Linked DNA regions of Sus scrofa: region 2 is linked to region 1. A link is a contact called in public HiChIP or PLAC-seq data. All regions are on one chromosome and are shown on one strand. The core of a region is the stretch at or near the end of the contact, and the rest is flanking DNA. Distances in the headings are between cores, read along the strand shown. Region 1 has its middle 15 kb from the start of KANSL2. Region 2 overlaps APPL2 (adaptor protein, phosphotyrosine interacting with PH domain and leucine zipper 2).

The links. HiChIP or PLAC-seq counts read pairs in DNA pulled down with a chosen protein or histone mark.
Region 2: a contact with region 1 is called in an H3K27ac HiChIP or PLAC-seq map of alveolar macrophages, with 2.9 times the contacts expected there. The contact joins two enhancer-like sites. A contact is called at or near these places in 1 of 5 promoter capture datasets (liver), 2 of 47 Hi-C or Micro-C datasets (embryonic fibroblasts and skeletal muscle) and 1 of 2 datasets of contacts at active chromatin or transcription factors (alveolar macrophages).

The regions. Positions count from the first base shown.
Region 1 is chr5:79,317,249-79,323,823 of Sscrofa11.1, forward strand. No RefSeq gene overlaps it. Among named protein-coding and RNA genes, the nearest start is that of KANSL2, 15 kb to the left of the region's middle. Within about 2 kb of position 4,768, at least 2 of the 83 cell types and tissues checked have an H3K27ac peak or open chromatin away from gene starts, as enhancers often do. A contact at or near this core is called in alveolar macrophages, where this site is marked.
Region 2 is chr5:79,388,715-79,396,104 of Sscrofa11.1, forward strand. APPL2 (adaptor protein, phosphotyrosine interacting with PH domain and leucine zipper 2) reads left to right here. Exons shown (of 21, transcript NM_001135961.1): 10 at 3,127-3,285; 11 at 4,719-4,907; 12 at 6,547-6,589; 13 at 6,701-6,757; 14 at 6,858-6,946. Among named protein-coding and RNA genes, the nearest start is that of APPL2, 36 kb to the left of the region's middle. Within about 2 kb of position 5,302, at least 13 of the 83 cell types and tissues checked have an H3K27ac peak or open chromatin away from gene starts, as enhancers often do. A contact at or near this core is called in alveolar macrophages, where this site is marked.

The DNA of each region.
Region 1 (6,575 bases), core at 3,518-6,017:
CTCCTGGGAGTTAGCGGTGCAGGAGATTTATTGTGGGTAATTGCTGAAAGATACTGGGGAGAGCAATCGGCAGTAGGCAGGGGAAGCTCTTCAGGCTGCATTGCAGGTCTGACATCCATGGGGGAACTAAAAAGAGGGATCTATAAGGAGGACTGGGTTAGGAAGAAGCTCAGACTGTGATGCAGCTCTGAGAAAGTCTGAGCCAAGGCCAACAGAACTTCAGACGTAGATTACTTGTAAGGGTAGGGGTAGTCCCATGCTGGGCAGAGATGACCAGGCACAAGTAACCCAGCTGGGCTGCAAGCTGCCCAGAGAGATCTTCACCTCAGCTTGACCACAATAGCAGGTCCCAAAGGCGCAAAGACCTGGCGACTGTCGCCTTACTTCACTCCCTCACAGCAATTTCTCTCTCTCGAAGGGAAATCTGAGCAGCATCTCCAAGCCTACCACAGAAGAAGCTCTTGATTTCAAGTGTTGGATTCTTCAGCTACAAGGACTCAGGAAGAACATGTGAAGGAGATGGATCCTCCATCAGCCTTGATCCCTAAGTCACCGCATCAGGCAGATTCCCACCCACACCCACACTGAGCCTACAGCATGAGCAAGGAAGAAACTTCTATTGTGTTTAAGTCACTGAGATGTGAGGGTTATCATAATATACCAGTATATATATCATAACACACTATATTTGGATGTTTTCTTTCTTTCTTGATTAGTCTTGTTATAGATTTGTCCATTTTATTGGAGTTTCGGAGTCCACTTTTAACTTTTTTACCATGTCTTTTTTTTTTTTTTTGGTTTTCATTTCATTTATTTCCAGCCTTTATTATTTTCTGCTTTCTAATCTCTTTGAGTTTACCTTGTTATTTTTATAACTTCTTGAGTTAATGACCAAACTCATTTAAATCTGTCTTCTAAATAGAGCTTATGCTGCATCCCCAAATTTTATTTCATATTTTCACCATTGTTCAGTTGTAAATACTTTGTAACTTCCATTACATATGAATCCATGAATCACTGAGATCTTTTTTTGTATCCAAATGAATTTTTAAAATGTGTTAATGTTTTTACTACTGATTTTAATTTGTCTTGGAAAGAATTATCACTTTAAAAGTGATGGTTTGAAATATATTGGGACTTCCCTTTTCATTCTCCATGTTTAATATTTGAACATGTTTTAGAACATTTTCATATAGCATGTGATACTTATTCAGCCCATAAATAACATTTTTAATAGACAGTGTTGACTATATATATGTCATATGTCTCTGATTAAACTGTTAGCTCCTTGAGATGGTGTCCTACAATTTTTTTCTTTTACTGCACTGTGAGAGCAGATAAAATGTCTTTGAGTAAGTTTAAATGGACAGGGATGAGGGACGGGGAAAGAAAATCAATCATTGTAAAAATATATTTTAGCCTAAATGCCATTAGTAATCCTAGAACTTGTTTCCCACACAACTTATACCTTCTTTCTGAAAATAATCAAAATGAATTTTTGCACACTTACTGTGGGCCAGGCACAATGATGACTACATGAGTAACTTAGTTTAATCCTCAAAGAGATTAAATTAAAGCCTTAGGGAGTAGGTTTGATTGGGTGGTTCAGAGACTTAATAGGAAGATTGGGAACCAGACCCCGGAAGCAGTCAGGAAACAAGGGAGACTAAGCAATGGGGCCACTGCAGCCATGCTACACTGTGCCTGTCCACCAGGGGCCGCTACACCTGCCACGACCTCTACCCACCACAGCTGCTGTCACAAACCCAACCCCACCCTCACCTAACTACAGGTCACTCTGTTAGGATTAAAAGCCCCAGGAGGGAAGATCCAAGGTCAAATGCTATCTGGGGCCAGAGAAAAAAAGAAGCTGTCCTGCCTTCATTGAGAGAGAGATGGGGTAGCTCTGCTTCCCATCATGACTTAATCAGTAGGTGATTCACTCCAAAATTGAGAGAGGGTTCATTTTCTGAGGGTTTTTTTTTTTTTTTTTTTTTTTTTTTTTTTAGGGCCACACCTGTGTCATATGGAGGTTCACAGGCTAGGGGTCCAATCAGAGCTACAGCTGCCCACTTATAGCACAGCTCACAGCTCATGGCAACACCAGATCCTCATCCCACTGAGCAAGGCCAGGGGTCGAACCCACAACCTCATGGTTCCTAGTCGGATTCATTAACTACTGAGCCACAACGGGAATGCCCCACATTCTTTTTATATATAAATTATTTTCCATCATGGTCTATCCCAGGAGATTGCATATTTTTCCCTGTGCTACACAATAGGACCTCATTGTCCATCTATTCTAAATATAATAGTTTGCATCTACTAACTCCAAACTCTCTGTCCATCCCACAGTAGACTTTTTTGGGAGTGATTGTGAAGTGCTGCAGGCTGTGCCAGGTCCTGACCACGCAGATATGCAAAGACAGGAGGCCAAAACTTAGGACCCTCAGGCTAGCAGGGAAAGAAATCTGCCATGGGTGTTTGGGGTTCTGTTGTATACACTCCCTAAAGGAGGTGACATGTGAGCTACATCTTTAAATATGAATGATCCAGCCAGATGAAGAAGACAAGGGGCCGTTCTAGGAGAGGAAGCAGCCACCCTCCACACTGCTGCCCATGTGTCTGTCTTTCCCAACACACCTGATCATATGGTTCTCCTTCTTTACATCCCAGCTTGGCTTCTCACTGCTAAGCTCTCAAGTGGGCATCCCACGTCTTTGTAACATCTGGCTCTTCCTCCTTTGTAGCTCCATCTCCAGTTCCTCCTCCTTCTGAGCACTGTGTTCTGAGACTCCAAACAGGCTGTCACCACCACACCTTTGCTCACACAGGTTCCCACGCCTGGCATGTCTTCCTCTCCTCCATCCTCCATTAGCCACCTTCACATTCAATCCTCAAGACCCATCGAATGTTACCTTCTTGACAAGTCTTCTATCTTCCCAGGAAAAAATCATTCCTCCTCCTTCTATCCTGTAGGTATACTCCTTACCACATTCCTTACCTAGATTCCCCTGCACAATAAATTGGACGCAATTCCCATCTATTGGCACAGAACGAATTTCTTTTCTTTTCTTTTCTTTTTCTTTTCTTTCTTTCTTTCTTCCTTCCCTCCTTTCTTTCTTTCTTTGGCTTTTTAGGGCCACACCTGAGGCATATGGAAGTTCCCAGGCTAGGGGTTGAATCGGAGCTGCACCTGCCAGCCTATACCACAGGCACAGCAACACCAGATCTGAGCAGCATCTGAGAACTATACCACAGGTCATAGTAATGCCGGATCCTTAATCCACTAAGCGAGGCCAAGGATCGAACCTGAATGCTCACAGATACTAGTCAGAATCATTTCCACTGTGTCACAATGGGAAACCCCAGAATGAATTTCTTATCCTCCATTGCTTGCCAGGGCCATACATGAGACCAGCTCAGCCTCTACCATTAAAAATAGGGACTTGAGATGTTCACTGGAGGCTCAGTGTGTTAAGATCTGGCATTGTCACTGCTGTAGCTCAGGTCACTGCTATGGTGCAGGTTCAATCCCTGGCCTGGGAACTTCCGCATGCCTTGAGTGCAGCCAAAAAATGGGGACTTGACCCTCAAATCCCCTCACTGAACGGTGCTGAGAAATGTTTCACCAACATGACTGGGTATTAATTACATTTAACAGGAGAATACCCATGGCAGCAAAAATGGAATGAGAGTATTTAAAATCAGCAACTTTTTTTCTCTCCCATTTGCCTTGTTATCAGGATCGGGCTGCTGGAGTAGTCACATCATGTGGTCACACACATCAAAAAATTGAGAGGGGAGTTCCCATCATGGCTCAGTGGGAACGAATCTGACTAGCATCCATGAGGATGAAGGTTCGATCCCTGGCCTCACTCAGGGAGTTAAGAACATTGCTGTGAGCTGTGGTATAGGTTGCAAACGTAGCTCAGATCTGGTGTTGCTGTGGCTGTGGCGTAGGCTGGTGGTTACAGCTCTGATTCGACCCCTAGCCTGGGAACCTCCATATGCCATGAGTGTGGCCCTAAAAAGACAAAAGAAAAAAAAAAAATTGAGATGGGCGTTATCCACCCCATACCCATGTGAAAGTGCCCATGTGTACTTTTTCTGTAAGTAGATCATCCTCCACCAATGCCTTAGGCTCCACCCCCATGCTATCAAAAAAGACATCTCACGTCTATCGCTTTCCTCTTTTCCACAGAGCACATCCATTTTTACCTCTTCTCTGTCTCTCAGAGTGTGACTATCCCCCCTCCGCTGCTCCTGTTGCAGAAGTAAACTCTACTGCAGGATTCACTCCCCTCACTGCTCTTTCTAACTGTTCGCACTTCCCCACTTGATGGCAAACCTCTGTCTTTCCAGATCTACTCATCATGCGTATGTGTTGAGTATCTTCTGGGACCGCTGACACCTGGAATTCTTGTAAGGGGTGAAATAAATGAAATCTCTACCTTTCACAGCACTGTTAGATGTTGCTTCTTGCCACTGAACTCATCTTAATTGATATACTTGGTGACAGTCGTAGGCTGCTCTAGTTTTGACCTACCCAAGCGTTTCTTCTCCCTTCTTCCTTCAAGAGCCAAATTTTCCTTCAGGGAACTCTCCATCTCCCATTCAATGTGGTCCTGATGGGACGGGGAACCATGACAGCTCACCAAGGAGGAGAACTGGTTGAGGAGTGGGCTGTGATCCAAGCCGGGCCAATGCAGCTCTTTTCCGACAATCTGAATCTTGAGCCCAGTGACCCAAGCACGGAAAGCAATCAGGGGCTGAGTCATCCTGACTGCAGTTCCTCAAAGAGCCCGTGAGTGGAATCTCCAGCTCTTCCCTGGTTACTTTTCCCCTGAGGCCTGCTGTTAATTAAAACAGTTAAGGCAATTCACCAGCACCCAAATTCAAGGTATACATGATTTTGATAGTTGGACATACCCTTAGCTTTAAAAAAAAGCATTCATTGGAAGTTCCCCTGTGGTGCAGCAGGTTAAGGATCCAGAGCTGCTGCTAGTGTGGTGCAGGTCTCAATTGCAATGCAGGTTCAATGCCCGGCCCAGAAACTCCCACATGATGTGGGTGTGGCCAAAACCCCCCACATTTATTTAACTACTTTGCCATTGCTTATCTATTTACCTATGACAAAATCCTCTTCTGATTCTCTAAAGCTATGTGCTTTTCTTTTAATACATTCCATTTTTTAGGTTAACCTGACTTGGCTTCCAACTGTAACCAGAGCAATGTGTTAAGTCATTTACATAATGACTAATAAATATATAAATTAATGGAAACTTCTTTAGAAACCAGCCTAGAAGTACACACTAAAATATGCAGTTCTTCCATAGTTTTCGCAGTTATAATATGCATTCTGATGCAGTTTGAATTTTTTTTTTGGCCTTCTTAGGGCCACACCCACAGCATATGGAGGTTCCCAGGTTAGGGGTCCAATCGGAACTGTACCCACTGGCCTACACCACAGCAACACAGAATCCAAGCCACATTTGTGACCGACACCACAGCTCACAGCAACGCCAGATCCTTTAACCCACTGAGCGAGGCCAGAGATCGAACCCGAGTCCTCATGGATGCTAGCCGAATTCGTTAATCGCTGAACCACGACAGGAACTCCCAGTTTGAATTCTTAAAGTGGTAATTTCCAAACTGAGGTGGTCTCCTGGCCAATATCCAAATCGGAATCTCTGAGAATGTGTTTTGAAACTGCTCAGGTTCTCTTCCAATTGTTCTTGTATATGTTTGGTAAAAAACAAAACAAAACAAAAAGCTTAAAAGATCTTTTGAGTCTTGTTTGGTTTTTTATTTTAAAAATGATGATGTGGTTGAAAGGAAACAGGAACTCATCATGTCTGGCACTTGTCACAAGCTGGGAGATGTGGTTGGAGGGCCAGTTCCCTTCCTCTAAACTAAGGAATTTAATGGACCCAATACTCTCAAGTCCTTACCTCCACACCATTCATACCATAATCTTTCCTAAGGGATAAAGTGGACTCGAACTTCTATTACTTTAATTAGTGTTCTTGGCAAGTCTGAATTGGACCAGCCAAGATTCATCCTGCAGAAAAACACACTTCACTGCTGGCAAATGACAAGCTGCTCGTGCAAGGGAAACCCAGCAAAGCTCCTTGGCAGGTGTATTGACTTCTAGTTGTTTTCTAGGAGACTATTGAAAACCCCACCCTTGGCTTTGGAGAGCATTTTTCTTCTTCTTTTTTTTTGTCTTTTTTTTTTTTTGCCATTTCTTGTGTCGCTCCCACGGCATATGGAGGTTCCCAGGCTAGGGGTCCAATCGGAGCTGTAGCCACCAGCCTACTCCAGAACCACAGCAACACCAGATCCGAGCTGTGTCTGCAACCTGCATCACAGCTTGTGGCAATGCTGGATCCTTAACCCACTGAGCAAGGCCAGGGATCGAACCCGCAACCTTGTGGTTCCTAGTCGGATTCATCAACCACTGAGCCACGACGGGAACTCCTGGAGATCATTTTTCAAAAGTGAAGTCTTTATCCCTGGGCAAGAAAAAATTAGTTTAGGCAATTCACAAGACCTAAGTTTAAGGTAAAGCT
Region 2 (7,390 bases), core at 4,052-6,551, 72 kb after region 1:
GGGAGTTCTTGTCGTGGTGCAGTGGAAACAAATCTGACTAGGAACTGTGAGGTTTCGGGTTCAATCCCTGGCCTTGCCCAGTGGTTAAGGATCCAGTGTTGCCGTGAGCGGTGGTGTAGGTGGCTGACATGGCTTGGGTCCTGCATTGTTGTGGCTGTGGTGTAGGCCAGTGGCTACAGATCCGATTCAATCCCTAGCCTGGGAACCTCCAAATACCATAAATAAATAAATAAGTAAAAATACATCATCAGACTGTCCTTGCCACACTTAATTGAGACTGTGGCTGCTCTGTCTCTCCTTGCTTCCTGTCATGGGCATACCCAGTAGTGGGCTTGTGGGAGGCACCCAGGCACCGCCAGTGCCAGGCTTATTTCATTCACACTACAGATTTGTGGTTCCTTGAGCACTTCTTGTAATTTCTGGGGTATAGAAACTCTGTGTGTGTGTGTGTGTGTGTGTGTGTGTGTGTGTGAGAGAAAGTGTGTGTGTGCATGTGTAAGTATAGTTGACAAGTGAATATACAAAGTGGAAATATACAAGTGAATATAAAAAGTGGAAAGTATAGGATTTTGTGTGGAAAAATGAAAAGTTGTTCATTTTCTTGATGTTGCATTTCATAATACCTTAAGAAGACTAAGGCAGAAGTCTCCCTAAAATGCTGAAAATAAAGAATGAACCCAAAGAAAAACCAGTGCCGAGCATTCACACAGACACGAGGGGAGAGTTGTAGTTTAGGAAAGCATATAATCCTTGCTGAAAGTCTCTGAGTTGGTTTTTTTCCTGACTGGTGGATGCAGGTTCAGTTTGAAATTATGCTAGAAAGCAATTTGAAATCTGAGTTCGGTCTCCAGCCTTTAATTTGACTCTCAGCCCCTGGGAATGTTAGGAGAAAGTGAAAGAAGGGAGCCTATTAAATTGTCACATCAAAACCTTCTGTCTTTTCTCTCTCACTGTCTCTTTCTCATCTTACTTTAACTCTCAGAATTCCATGGTTTTCTATGTTTCTGAGAGAACTAGCTGTGCTCCAGATTTTTCCATGTACTAATTTTTTTTTTTTTTAATGGATGGTTAGGCACTTGTGCCCATTTCTGAGAAGCTTCAGTGTGTACTCTTTTTGCAGATTCTCTTTCCTTATCAGTGTTTCTGTGAATCATCACTAGGCCACCAAAGCGGGGCACCAGCTGTTCTGACAGCCCCGCGCCTGGCTGTGAAAGCCCTGGCTACACAGCCCTCTCCCAAGGGCTGGGTCTAGTTTTGTGAGACCTGTCCCTGCTGCTTGACAAGGTGAATTTTGTTATAAGGGCAGCAGGCAGGGTTCCCAGCTGAACCTGTAAGCACTTGAGCCTCCTTGTTCAAAGAGGTAAAGCATTCATTTTAAGAATTTTAATTTCCTATCGTTTACATTTTATTTTGGCTAGTAGATAAATACTGCTGTTCCTCTGCTACCCGGAGGTGGTTCTGCTGCTATATTGCCCATCAGCAGTCAGTCCCCCAAAAGGCCAAGGAACAGTGTCTAGTGGTGGCTCTGGGGGTCTGAAGCCTGGTCAGGGTATAAGAGGACTCGAACCCAGCATGAACCCAGATGGGTGGCATTTCAGTCACTCACAGTGCCAGGGCCTTTTCTTCCTTACTTCACAATGATACACTGCAACCTTTTTTTTTTTTTTTTTTTTTTTTTGGCTCCTACACACACACACACACACACACACACACACTTTTTCTAATTAAATGAAACATGATTTTAAAAAAAAAAAGTCAATGGAAACAATTGAATACAGTTTCCTACCCTGTTCCTTGAGTTCCTGGGAGCCTTGGATTGGCTCAGTTCCAAGCCTGATTCTGTATGGGTGGGGGAGGGGGGCAGTTACTAAAAACTCCCTGGAGGTGTGTGCATGTCACGTTGGTTCACCTGAGGGCTTTTCCCAGGGAGGCAGTCCTTACCTTTCATCACATCTTCAAAGAGGCTTCTCTCAAAAGCTGAGGAAACTAAGCAGTTCTTTATTCTGTTGACTCCCTGCTTCGACTTCCTGTACTGCTTAGCTTTTTTTCTCATTCCATTCTTTCAGCCTTGGCAATGACAGGCAGGTTAAACTAATGAAGTTTGTTGGTGGAGGCCCCAGTCATTCCACCCAAATGTCAAAATAGCCAAGATTAACTTAGGCTGACTGCATTGGGGCTGCATTAAACAAGATACCAGCAGTTACCAGCAGTTCATTGTGAAGCTCCAAGAGGAGACTCTGGATGTCCAAGCCCAGTCCCTCTCCCCTATACAACCCTTGTGAAAGAAAATGCTGAGAGCCCACTCTGTAAAACCCTGGACTCGCTGGCCCCAGCATTCCTTCTGATTTCATCATTGTAATTCAGTCCTGTCTACCACAGTGGAGAAGGGCAACAACACCTCTAGAGTCTGATTTCTTAGCCAGATGGGCCGTGTTGGCAGATTGTATTTAAGATTTTATAACCTGGGCTGGGTCGCTGTGGAGGCCTCACATTATGGGGAGAAAGAGCAGCTGCTTATTTCAAGAGAAAGCTTCCAGGTTTTCCACACCTGAGGACACAAGGATTGAAAGCCGGACTGTGGACAGACCTTGGTTGGCCAGCTCATGCCATCTTGGGGCAGTTGTGCGGCCCTCATAAAAAGAAAAGCACTTCCTGTGGCTTTGTTGCACCTTGGTACCACCTCCTGGTCACTTGCCTGTCTCCAGTGGCTGACTCCACCACCACTCCTGCCTCAACTGGGGGTGGCAGTGGGGGCCGTGAATGACTGCTATTCCTTCTTGCCTTTTGGGCACTTTCGCAGGCTGCCAGCACATGTGGCTCCTGAGCATGGGCTCATCTTCTAAAATTTGCATCAACAGTTATGAGCCTGATATCACTTTTGTCAGCAGAGGAATTGTTTAGCTGGGTTCAGGCATCATCTGTTGTTATTTGTTATGCTCTGTTTGAAAACAGCAGTCACAGAAACATTTGGTAACACAGACTAGAGTCCCCATCATCTCCAGCTTTTGGGGCCTTGGTTGAAGTTGGGGCACTGTGGCTCCTGGTGTAAGGCAGGAAGTTGTTGGGGGGCCCAACCATCTGGGTTGACTGATGACAAGTGACTGACCTGACACCTTCTGTCCCAAGCATCCAGGTGGAACTTGAAGCGGAAGCAGAGAAGATGCGGGTGTCCCAGCAAGAATTACTTTCTCTTGATGACTCCGTTTACACTCCAGACTTCGATGTGGCTACTCCCCAGATCAACAGGAACCTCATCCAGAAGGCTGGTTACCTTAATCTTAGAAAGTGAGATTGCATTGCCTGGCCCTTTTCCTAAAATCTGTGTCCCGTAGGAGTAGCTCAAGAGTATCTGTAAGTGCCCCATCAGAGGGTGGTGGTGGGTGAGGTTGAGGAAGGGCGCCCCCCACTGCACCCCCCTGCCTGGGACACAGCAAGTCTCTCGGTTCAGATCCCAAACTGCACTGCGAGATGGGGCTTGAAATAGTCATGTAAGAACCCAGTGTGTGGGCTCCAAGCCACCACAGGCCACCCCTCCCTGGTCGCCATGGCCATTTGTCGATAGACTGCTCTTAACTGTCATTGTCCTAGACATTGAGACCCCTCCCCAGACCCCTGACAGGTGAGAGCGGTGCTAGTGAGCCAGCACTGAGGCTAGAGTTTGCAGGCTAGGAAGCTTTCAGGGTTGTCTAGCTGTATATAAACTGAATCACACATTTAACTGTCAGGTCTTTCAGTGTCCGTTATGAGTTAAAAAGATGATCAGATTTAACTGCCTCAGAGCAGAGCAGGGGTGTTGTCAGGTGCAGTGTGGGCTCCAACTTTGGTATCAGTTAGATACCCTGGCTCCGTTGGGCCCCCCATCACTTCATCTGTAAAGTAGAGCTGAAAATTGCACCCACTTCCTAAAGTTTTTGAAAAGATGAATTGTAATTCCTAACAGGTGGTAAGCACCCACTTTGGAGAAATTATAATTGAGGCGGGAAACTTAGGGCCTTATGTGGAGTTGCTCCTCAGAAAGTACTGAATTAAGTAAATATATTTGCTCTCCCCCAATGGGAGCTCAGTGAAGAGGAATTGCCAGCTGTTTTCTTACGAGGGCGGAGCTCTTCAAAGGTCTGTAAAGCTTGTTGAGATCACAAGCCAGATGTCTCCTTTAGTTCTGTACAGATAGAAAACTCCACAAGGTTCTGGAGTTATTTGCCAGGAATTGGATTTTTCTATTGTAAGCAGCCCACATCTAGCTGGAGCAAAACCCAATCTGGGAGGAAGTCCTCGGGATTCTGGGGTGTGTGCCGTGGGCTGAGGTGACGCTGGTGACTCTAGCGACATTTAGAGCAGTCCAGCTCTGCATCTTAGAGCAGTGGTCTCCCAGGTGTTCAGTTCCTGATGGTGATGGACGAATCCTGTTTCCAGATACGGGGTTTAGAAGCCAGGGTCTGGCTGTGCTGAGGGGAGGCGCAGCCTGCCTGTCCTGGAGTTGGCCCTGGGACTGGCTGCTCCCAGGGAAGAGCCCATCACCGCCCAGCTCATTCAAGCTAAACTGTACCTCTTCTGCTACTCTTTACTCCCGTTCTTTCTGGAGAAAGAATTAGATTTGCTTAATGTAAAGAAACATTATTTCTAAAGTGCTCCCAATACCCATAAAGAGGCAGTGAGACTCTGAGGTGCTGCTCGTGCTTCCTAGTACTAACAGGCTCTTCACAACACACCTCTGACAGCAAGACCGGCCTGGTCACCACCACCTGGGAGAGGCTCTACTTCTTCACCCAAGGCGGCAACCTCATGTGCCAGCCCAGGGGCGCCGTGGCTGGAGGTCTGATCCAGGACCTGGACAACTGCTCAGTGATGGCGGTGGACTGCGAGGACCGGCGATACTGCTTCCAGATCACCACTCCCAATGGAAAAGCGTAGGCCACACGGGTTTTATGTGGGAGGAAACAGGTGCAGTGACTCTGTTTCTGCCAGGGGACTTCTGGGTCACTCCTCTGTGCCTGCCCTCCATGGGAGAGGCCCTGCCCTGGGTGTGTTGACCTTCCCAGAGGGTGGGGTTTTGTTTTTGTTTTTGTTTTTGGTCATTTTGCCTTTTCTTGAGCCTCTCCCTCAGCATATGGAGGTTCCCAGGCTAGGGATCTAATACACCACAGCCACAGCAACGCGGGATCCGAGCCGCATCTGTTACCCACACCACAGCTCACGGCAACACGGGATCCTTAACCCACTGAGCAAGGCCAGGGTGTGTAAGATAGTGATCGAAGAGCTGTTTGTCAGCAGAGACTTAGAGGGTGTGGCTGCTTCTGGCTGTTCCTAGCTGAGCCTTTGTGTCTGCATCATCGGGGTGGGGCAGGGCTGTGGGAGGCAGAAGCAGGGATGAGGAGGAGCCCACTTCTCCAGCTGACACAGGAGCTGTGAACAGGGCATTCCACTGCAGCCGTGTCATTCCCCATCCCGGTGGGCTCGCCTCTCAGAGCGGTGGGTTCAGACTGCTCCAAGGAGTTCAGAGCCCTGTGAGGTTCTCCAGGCTTCACCTGTCTGGGGGAGAAGGGTGGCCCTGTCCTCAGCCAGAGCTACTCTGCTTGCACTTGCTCTCTCTGGGCTTCGGAGCTGAGGTTTTATTTAAACGGTAGTGTGTTTGGGACAGGCGGCAGCATTGGTATGGTGTCGACACTCTCCTCTCCCAGACCAGCAGAGCATTTTTATTTATTTATTTTCCTTTCAGCCACCCCGTGGCATTTGGAGTTCCCAGGCCAGGGATCAGATCTAAGCCATAGTTGGGACCTATGCTGCAGTTGTGGTAATGTCAGATCCTTAACCTATGGTGCTGAGCTGGGGATCAAACCTGCTTCCCAGTGCTCCCGAGATGCCACTGATCTCATTGCGCCACAGCAGGAACTCCATGACAGAGCATTTTTAGACATCATCTTCCTACCTGGGTGATGGGAGGTGACCTGGGAATAAAGACTCTGGATGCTAGTCATGGTCCCGCCAGTTACTTAACTCGTCTGGACCCCGATTCCCTCAGATGAGCAGTAGGGATAGGATCCATGTTTCCCACCTGCCATAGAACAGAGGAGCTATCGGGTGTGGAGTAGCTTTACAGAGTGACACCTCCACAAGAGTCGGGTGGTATTATCTGTACCTTGGCTCTGTGTTCAGGTCCTTGGTTCTGGTTGAGGGGTGGGATGGTTGCCCATTCCTTCTCTGGGTGTGGTTGCAGGGGAGGCAGGGCCACAGGCCTGGTTGCCTTGGACTGTCTCCCCAGAGCCAGCACGATGGCCCATCCTGTAGAACTGCAGCCCTTGGCAAGTAGGTCTGAGTCCAGGTTGCTCGTTTCAGCGATGGGAAGGCTGAGGCCCAGGGAAAGGAAGTGTGTCCGAGATCACATAGGCAGCAGCAGAACCAGACCCAGAACCCTATTTTCTGTCCTTCCCATCGTGGTGCCTTCCTAGCCCTTCGCTTTCAGGACTCTAGCTGCGTTCAGGTTTGTGTAGAAGAATCCTCAGTCACTTGAGATCTGGGAAGCGCTTACTGAGATGTTCTCTGTTTCAGGGGAATAATTCTCCAGGCAGAAAGCAGAAAGGAAAATGAAGAGGTAAAGATTGTGTTTGTTTCACTTCCATTCTGGTATAGTGGGTAACTTTGAGACTCAATGGGGTGTTTTTTTTTGTTTGGTTTTTTTTTTTTTTTTTCATGTTCTCTCCAGTGGATATGTGCAATAAACAACATCTCCAGACAGATCTACCTGACTGACAACCCAGAGGTAATTCACAGATGCCTTACCTGCACCTCGGCCCTTTTCTCCACATGAAAGGTAAGCGTCCACCTCCTGGAACTGAGCCTGTCTTCCTGTGGATTTTTAGGCAGTCGCCATCAAGTTGAATCAGACGGCTCTCCAAGCAGTGACTCCCATTACAAGTTTTGCCAAAAAACAGGAAAGCCCGTGCCCCAGGTAACTAAAGGACAAAAGAAAACTAGCTTTTGTGGAGCCAAACTGTGAATGCAGAATTTCACGTGTTCTAGGACTTTGATCCTGCCAGACTACTCGGGGTGGCGTTGAGCTCTGTTCCGCAGAAGCAATGGCTCTGACCAGGAAGGGGTAGATACTTTGCTGATGTTCACACCACACACGTGGGCAGAGGCCAGGATTCAAAGCTGTGTGGTTTCAGCACCTGCGTCCTGCCCCCTGTAGACCACGCTGCTACAGACTAGACGTGCACCAAGTGTCCCCACATTTTGTATCAGCATCACCAAAGTTACAAAACCAAAACAAAATTTTTTTTTCATTTTTTAGAGTTTTATTGAAATATAGTTAATTTAAAATGTGATAGTTTCTGCTGTACCACAAAGTGATTCAGTTACACATACACACACATTCATTCCTTCTCAGATTCTT